2 separate regions of the Rattus norvegicus genome follow, and region 1 is linked to region 2. Evidence: chromatin contacts called from public Hi-C data. All regions are on one chromosome and are shown on one strand. The core of a region is the stretch at or near the end of the contact, and the rest is flanking DNA. Distances in the headings are between cores, read along the strand shown.

What was found. Hi-C and Micro-C count contacts between places; a contact is called where the count stands out from the background.
Region 1: a contact with region 2 is called in a Hi-C map of psoas muscle, with 2.4 times the contacts expected there. The contact joins two enhancer-like sites. A contact is called at or near these places in 10 of 12 Hi-C or Micro-C datasets (the A7r5 cell line, Schwann cells, frontal cortex and 6 more).

Annotation. Positions count from the first base shown.
Region 1 is chr4:120,932,855-120,936,259 of GRCr8, reverse strand. All of the region lies in intron 2 of Aak1 (AP2 associated kinase 1), which reads right to left. Among named protein-coding and RNA genes, the nearest start is that of Aak1, 76 kb to the right of the region's middle. Within about 2 kb of position 1,804, at least 3 of the 93 cell types and tissues checked have an H3K27ac peak or open chromatin away from gene starts, as enhancers often do.
Region 2 is chr4:120,829,029-120,832,882 of GRCr8, reverse strand. The region is part of intron 1 of LOC134486606 (a long non-coding RNA gene); the gene reads left to right. Among named protein-coding and RNA genes, the nearest start is that of Aak1, 28 kb to the left of the region's middle. Within about 2 kb of position 1,347, at least 37 of the 93 cell types and tissues checked have an H3K27ac peak or open chromatin away from gene starts, as enhancers often do.

The DNA.
Region 1 (3,405 bases), core at 555-3,054, 100 kb before region 2:
GGAGAGGAAAAGAAAAGAAAAGAAAAGAAAAGAAAAGAAAAGTCCAGAATGTATATTGTGTGACTTGAATGTGAGATACCCTCGCAGGCTTACTTTGATGTTTGAATAGTCAATCCCCACCTGGCACTGCTATTTTGTAAGGAGGTAAGTCTCTGCTACAGAAAGCGGGTCACCGGGAATGGGCTCTGAGTTTGTATGAACTAACCCCGCTTCCTGTCTCTTTGCTTCCTGCCTAGAAACAGTGTGACCAGATGCCTCATATTCCTGCCATCATGTCTTCCTTTCCATGACAACAGTAGATCTTCTTAAACCATGAGCCAAAATCCTTAAGTTTCTTTTATTAGGCATTTGTCACACTGGTGAGAAAAGAAACTAATATACTATAGGCTAGAATATTTTAAAGCATTCTGAGGAAAATCTGAGAGAATCTTGTTTGAGAGCATGATATGGTAGCAATACCTATAATACCAGAACTTGGTAGATTAAGGCAGGAGAATTAGGAGTTCAAGGCTACACAGTTAAGGTAACCCAAGGCTACAGCATAAGACTCTGTCAGGGGCAGTGTGTGTATGTATGAGAGTGTGCATGTGCGTGTGCGTGCGTGCGTGTGTGTGTGTGTGTTACTATGTAGCTACAATGAACGAGACTAGAAGAAATAGGTGGAAAGATACACATCCAGGTGATAAAGAGAACAAAGAAAGGCCTAATAATGGATCCCCACAATTGAAGTGTCTGGGGTGGGGGTGGGGGGTTCTGGGAGTCAAACCCAGGGCTTTGTATATGTAGACAAGAATGCTACTACTAAGCTACAATTCAGTTCAGGTGACATTTCACACCCAGGAGAGCAGGGGTCCTCTTCAAAACTGCTGCTAGAACAATTCGCCACTCATAAGCAAAAAGCTGAACTTCAACAACAGTCTCAAGGCTTATGTAAAAGTGAACTAAAAATGGTTCATGGACAAATGCAAAACTAAAATTTTAGAGGAAAAAAAATAGAAGAAACTCTTCAGAATTGAGGGCTAAACAAAAACTCCTTCAATTTGACACCAAAAGCCCAATCCATATGGAGAAGCTGTTGGGTGATCGCCTCCACAGAAGGAAAGGTGAAGGAGAAAATAGGCTAGGGAGACTAACCAAAAGGGAGGCCAAGGTAGAGGAGACTAGGGAACTCCACAATAGGAACAAGCTGTTTCCAGAGAATTCCAGCTAGGAGTTATTACCAGGGTGGGTCCATCCGGTCAGGCTCCCAGGACAAGGCCTCAGACGGTTCCAGCAGAAAACTAGTTATACATTTAAAACATGACTTGCTGAGTGTCTCAGTTAGGGTTTACTGCTGTGAACAGACACCGTGACCATAGCAACTCTTTTAAGGACAGCATTTAATTGGGACTGGCTTACAGTTTCAGTCAGTTCATTATCATCAAGGCAGGAACATGGCAGCATCCAGGCAGGCATGGTATAGTATAGGAAGAGCTGAGAGTTCTACATCTTTATCTGAAAGCTGCTAGAAGACTGGCTTCCTCGCGGCTAGGAGGAGGGCCTTAAAGCCATGCCCACAGTGACACACTTCCTCCAACAAGGCCACGCTTCCAAATAGTGCCACTTCCTGCCCAAGCATATTCAAAGCAGCATACTAAGCGAGGAGAGCCTGGAATTACACTGTGGAAATGGATACAGAACACTGAGAGCAGAGGAGGAACAAAGACAAATCCTAATGAGAATGGCCACATGGGAAAGTGGCAGTGCTGACGGCCCAGCAGATGCACCAGCAGCAGATCCCTCTAACAGCAAAGTGAAAGCCAAACTCAGCAGAGCAAACCTCTGCCAAAACTGACCAGCGCTCCAAAAAACGTGGGGTGCGGGTAAGGCTAATACCTCAGACGTGATGCCTGCAGGGTGAAAGCAGCTACATCCTGATATCCCACGGGAACAGTGCCTCACAGGAAGTAAAAACCAACAACTAAAGTGGTTTGGGAAGTACATTCAAAGAATCAACTACCATGATGACCTCTAGGATCCTGAGGTGGCACAGGAGGATGGTGTGGGCCTGCCTGATGTGTTGTTACCTCATTGACTTAGCTTTGATAAAATAAAATCTAAATAGAAACAAAAACAAACTGTCATGTTAATGCACCACTGGGCCAGAACATGATCCCATGCAACTTGTGCTTCTTGGTTTCTCCACTAGCACAAAGCCATCCCTGGAGAAGGGGAAAGAATGGGACTGCTTTTCTAACCTGGGTAAACTAGGAAGGGCATTCTAGGAAGAGATGGAGTAGCAGCAGAGAGATGCGAAGGTGTGGGGCAGCTAAATAAGCATGGAGCAAGTGTGTGGGAAGGGTTAGAAAGAGAAGGCAGAGGAGTACTGGAAGGAAGAAATGAAGGAGAAGGAAGCAGAGGCCAGAAATATCCAGGAACCTTCCCTGTGCAAACAGAGGACCTTAGGCCCACGGCAGACAGGCCCCTGTGGTCTTGAGCCTTGGGGGTAGCTGGCTGGTTCTGCAGTATTTGGTCATTCCCAAATACGCTTAGTTTTAGGCTCTCACTGCACCTAACTCTTAGTTATGCTTTACAATGGCTTTAAAGTCTGAGCACTATGGAACCACCTCTAGGTGACTCACGTGGATCTGATTCTGCCACCAGCAAACATTCATTTCACCCACTTAATGAACTACTTTCTGCAGGTTAAGCGGTGTGTCAAACTATTCTGTTTCTTGTTTTAAATAACTCACAATGTAAAGGCGGAACTCCTTAAAATGCACCAGGTGAAGCAATATATTGGAATAAACAAAAGCTGTGGAAATACCAAAAATAACAAAGTACATATTTAAGTTTCTATTATGCATTCTGTCAAACAGAGGCAAAAACAACAAACAACAACTAAGGAGCTCTTCAGAAATCTCGCTTTGCCCTGGTTATCACACCACGCATGGTCAATCTTTCTTTTAAATCCAATTACTGTTTTCACAGAAACATACAATTTTATCATAAATACACCAGCATGTACTTCTGAAACAGACTCTTGAATAATGGTAGAAATTTAAATCTGCACAAATTAGTAAGTTTGAAAGGGTCTGTTTTATGTTTAATTACGTGTCTCTGTGCACCTGTGTGCGTGCTCGTGCAGGTGCTGAGAGGCCAGAGGCACTAGGTTGTCTGAGGCTAGAGTACAATGGTAGATGTGATATGGATGCTAGGAATCGAGCTCTGGTCCTCTAGAAGAACAGTACGAGCTCTTAAGTGCTGAGTCATCTCTTGCAGTAGGTTTCTTTGTTTTTAAATTAAGGTATAACTCTCATGCCACAATGAATTATACCTAATCATCAACTTTTATAATGGAACCAGAGTATTATGAAGTAATACTATAAACTATAAAAAGCATAAAGTTGTGTCAGGACATGTTCA
Region 2 (3,854 bases), core at 98-2,597:
CCTGGGCTACATCAGATCCTGTTTGAAAAGAAAAAAAAAAACAAAAAAAAAATTAAGAATTTCCTAATTGCAACAGTTGTGCATTAAACCGGGCAGCAGCCTCCTGAGGCTGAGCTGTGATGTTTCCATTGACACCCCTGGTTCATGTGGCTTGCAGTCCCACTTCCCAGACACCCACTTCTCCTGGGAAACTCTCTACCCTTGCAGTGATCTGATGTTTGTGTCTCAGGTGGAAAGCTAATCCCCAATGGCAAGTGTGAAGTTGGGGGGCTCCAGGCAGTGATTAGGAGCCAGAGTGAAGGGGTGAGTAATAGCAGATCAGTGTGCCCTTGTAAGAAAGGGAGGAGAGGGTGCTGGAGAGATGGCTCAGTGGTTAGGAGCACTGACTGCTCTTCCAGAGGTCCTGAGTTCAAATTCAGGCAACCACATGGTGCCTCACAACCATCTGTAATGAGATCTAGTGCCCTCTTCTGGTGTGTCTGAAGACAGCTACAATGTACTTATATATAATAAATAAATAAATCTTTAAAAAAAAAAAAAGGCAGGAGGAGCACTGGTGCTCCAGCTGGTACTCCAAGGTACTCTAGGAAGCAGAGTGAATCCTCAGTGCTCACCACACCCACAGTGTGTCCATGCCTTGATCTTGGGCCAGGACTGTGAACAGTAAACATCTGAGTTTACAAATAGCCCTGTCTGTGATCTCTCTGCCATGACTGCTAAACAGACTAAGTCCCCAGCCAGTCTTTGTAAGCTTGACTTTGTTCTGCAATGGTTATAAACACACACCAAATTTCAGGGGACATATGTAGTGCAAACACTCAAGCACACCCCGGCTCTTACCATCCTCGAGTTTTGAGCCACCTGCCTCCCTGTCACACAGCGAAAACTGACAGGATGGTGGCTGCGCGGCCAGAGGGCGGTACTGCTGAGTGTCCCAGCGTTAAATACCGCCATTCATTTGATGCTGAGACAGCAGTCCGCAGCTGAGCTGATTTCTCTCAGAACTGAAAAACAAACTCAGGTGGAAAATCTGGGCAAGCAATGTGATTTGCTATTTTGGGAGATGAGAGAGAAAAAGGAAGTCATTGAAATGGTGTAATGAGAGTGTGGAACGGGGATCGTGAGTGTGGAGGTCCGATGACTCTTATGCTCTTCCGGGATGGTGGGGAGGACATAAAGGAAGCTACAGAGGGAACAGCAGACCACCCTGGGAGGGCTGATGTCCCGCCCCCACGCCCAGGGAGGGATTAAACAACCTGAGCTAGCTCCGGGGCAGGGAAGGGTGTGAACTGGGAGTGGAGAGGAGGGTTCTTCACAAGCCAGGCAGCCCCAGCTGTGGGAATGACAGGCTTCTCACCCCACTCCCTTTGCTGTATGAGGCTGGTCATCTCCACTGCTGGTGTCCTCCCACACGGTTCCTGAGCTGTCTTTCTCTTGTGATTGTTATGTAACAACCCCCCCCCCCCACACACACACACACTGCAGTGCTGGGGTGTAGCCCAGGTCTGATCACTGAGCTGAACCACTAGCCCTTTTGCATCCTGTGTTCACTATGCTGGTGTAATACTTGTTTTGTGTTTAACTTTCTGCTTTGTATATAGGTTTTTTTACTCGTTTGTTTGTTGGTCGGTTGGTTTTTTGAGACAGGCTTTCTCTGTGTGGTCCTGGCTGTCCTGGAACTCAGAGATTCAGCTGCCTCTGCTTCCCGAGTTCTGGGATTAAAGGGGTAAGCCACCGCTGCCTGGTGGCTTTTTTACTTTTATTGTTGAAAATCAACAATATGAATATATATAAGCAAAAATGCATGAGAAGTAGAGAGGCTGCCCAGGGGTTCCTCACCAAGCTTCCTTCCCACCCTGAAATATTTGAGGAAGGCCACGGGCCTCCTCAGTTTATCTGTTTTCAGTATGTGTCTCTTTATTGTTTATGTTTTAGAGTGTCTAGGCTGGACCAGGACTCACTATGTGACCCAGACTGGCCCTGAACTCAATGGCACTTCTGCCTCAGCCTCCTGTTTGAACTTTTCTTTTTAGAAAGATTTATTTATTTATTATGAGTACACTGTAGCTGTCTTCAGACACACCAGAAGAGGGCATCAGATCTCATTATAGATGGTTGTGAGCCACCATGTGGTTGCTGGGATTTGAACTCAGGACCTCTGGAAGAGCAGTCAGTGCTCTTAACCGCTGAGCCATCTCTCCAGCCCCACGTTTTTATTATTGGTACCAGTGTGAGTTTGTGTGAGGGTCCAGAAGACAGCTTTATAGTCAGTTCTCCCCCTTCATCTTTATGTGGGTTTCTGGGATTGGACTCAGACCTCCAGACTTGTGCTGCAAGCAACTTTATCTTCTAACATCTTACACACCCCCTGATTTTTCATTTTAAATCTAGACTCCACGTGAGAGAAAATGTACCACATGTAGTTTGCTTAGTGTGGTTGTCTCGGTTTTGTGCGTTTTCCTGCAGATCCTACAGATGGCGCAATCTCAATCCTTACAGCTGACTACTACCCACTCTTGTGTTTATGACACATTTTTCTCTGTCCATCATCATCCATTGATGGACCCCTGACTGGTTCCACATCTTGGCATTGTGAATAGTGAATCAATAGTCATGGGTCGGGAGCTATGTGTGCTGTGCTTATGTGGACTCCTTCAGGTGTGGACCCAGGGGTGGTAGAGCAGGAATTTGAATATTAGACTTTTACAAAGTTATCTATTAGAGCCTAAATAATAACCCAGATGTTTCCCGTGTTCACTGTCCATTCATCAACTCACAGTGTAGTATGTTTGCCTTAAGTAACAACGGGCAGCTCCAAGGACACCTCTCACAGTGGCCAATGACCACCCACCCAGTGCTATAGGAATCCTCTTTGTGTGAGCTACTATCTTTGTGGACTTAAATCCCTCTCTCTCACCTAGCCCAGTGGTAACTGTGCTCTCTCATTAGTCATCGGGGATCCTCAAGAATTACTTTAGAATAAGAAACAAAAACATAAATGCTTTTATAGGATAAAGCTATATGCGTCTAAAATGTACCTACACACTTAACTTACTCAAAATCTGCTGTTTGATCAGACTCTGTTCTTGCACCTCTTGCTGTCCCCTTTCTTCTTGGCCTTGGCTCTCCCTTCACCCTGAGCCCATGTTCTCTGTCACATACTATCCACAGAGGCACACAGACTCTCCTCCCAGGTAGGAGCCTGGTTAAGATGATCTTCTCAGGTCACTGAGCTTAGAACCAGGGCTCCAGCATACGTGAGTGCATACCTGTGAAGCAGCTCCCCAGAAAGGGACACTGCAACCTTGGGACTAGCACTTCAGAGTTTTGTGAACCTGCCCCAGTTTAAGGCAGTGCTGGAACCATGGCTCAAAGCTTTGGAGGTGGTCTGTTATGTAATTAACCAACTTTACTGTGAAACAGCATTAAAAACCATGGCAACATCCAGGCAAGCTTGTAATATAGTGCTGAACTCTGCCCGCCTTTCTGTCTGTCTGTCAGCCAGTCTGTCTGTCTTCCTACCTCCCTTTCTCCCTACCCCCTCTCTCTTCTCTCTCTCTCCCTCACCCCCCACCCCCACTCTCTTAAAAGCAGGTTCCTGCCAGACTTGGTGCACATGGCTTTAATCCCAGCACTCGATGCAGAGGCAGGTGAATTTCTGAGTTTAAGGCAAGCCTGGTTTGCATACAGAGTGAGTTCTAGGACATCCAGGGCTACACAGAGAAACCCTCTTAGAAAAAAAAGGAAGAAGGAAGGAAGGAAGGAAGTGGGGGAGAAGGAGAGAATGGGAAAGGAGGGGAAAGGAAAGAAAAACAGGTTTTCTGAGGTCCCAGGCTGTTCCAAACTTGCTGGGA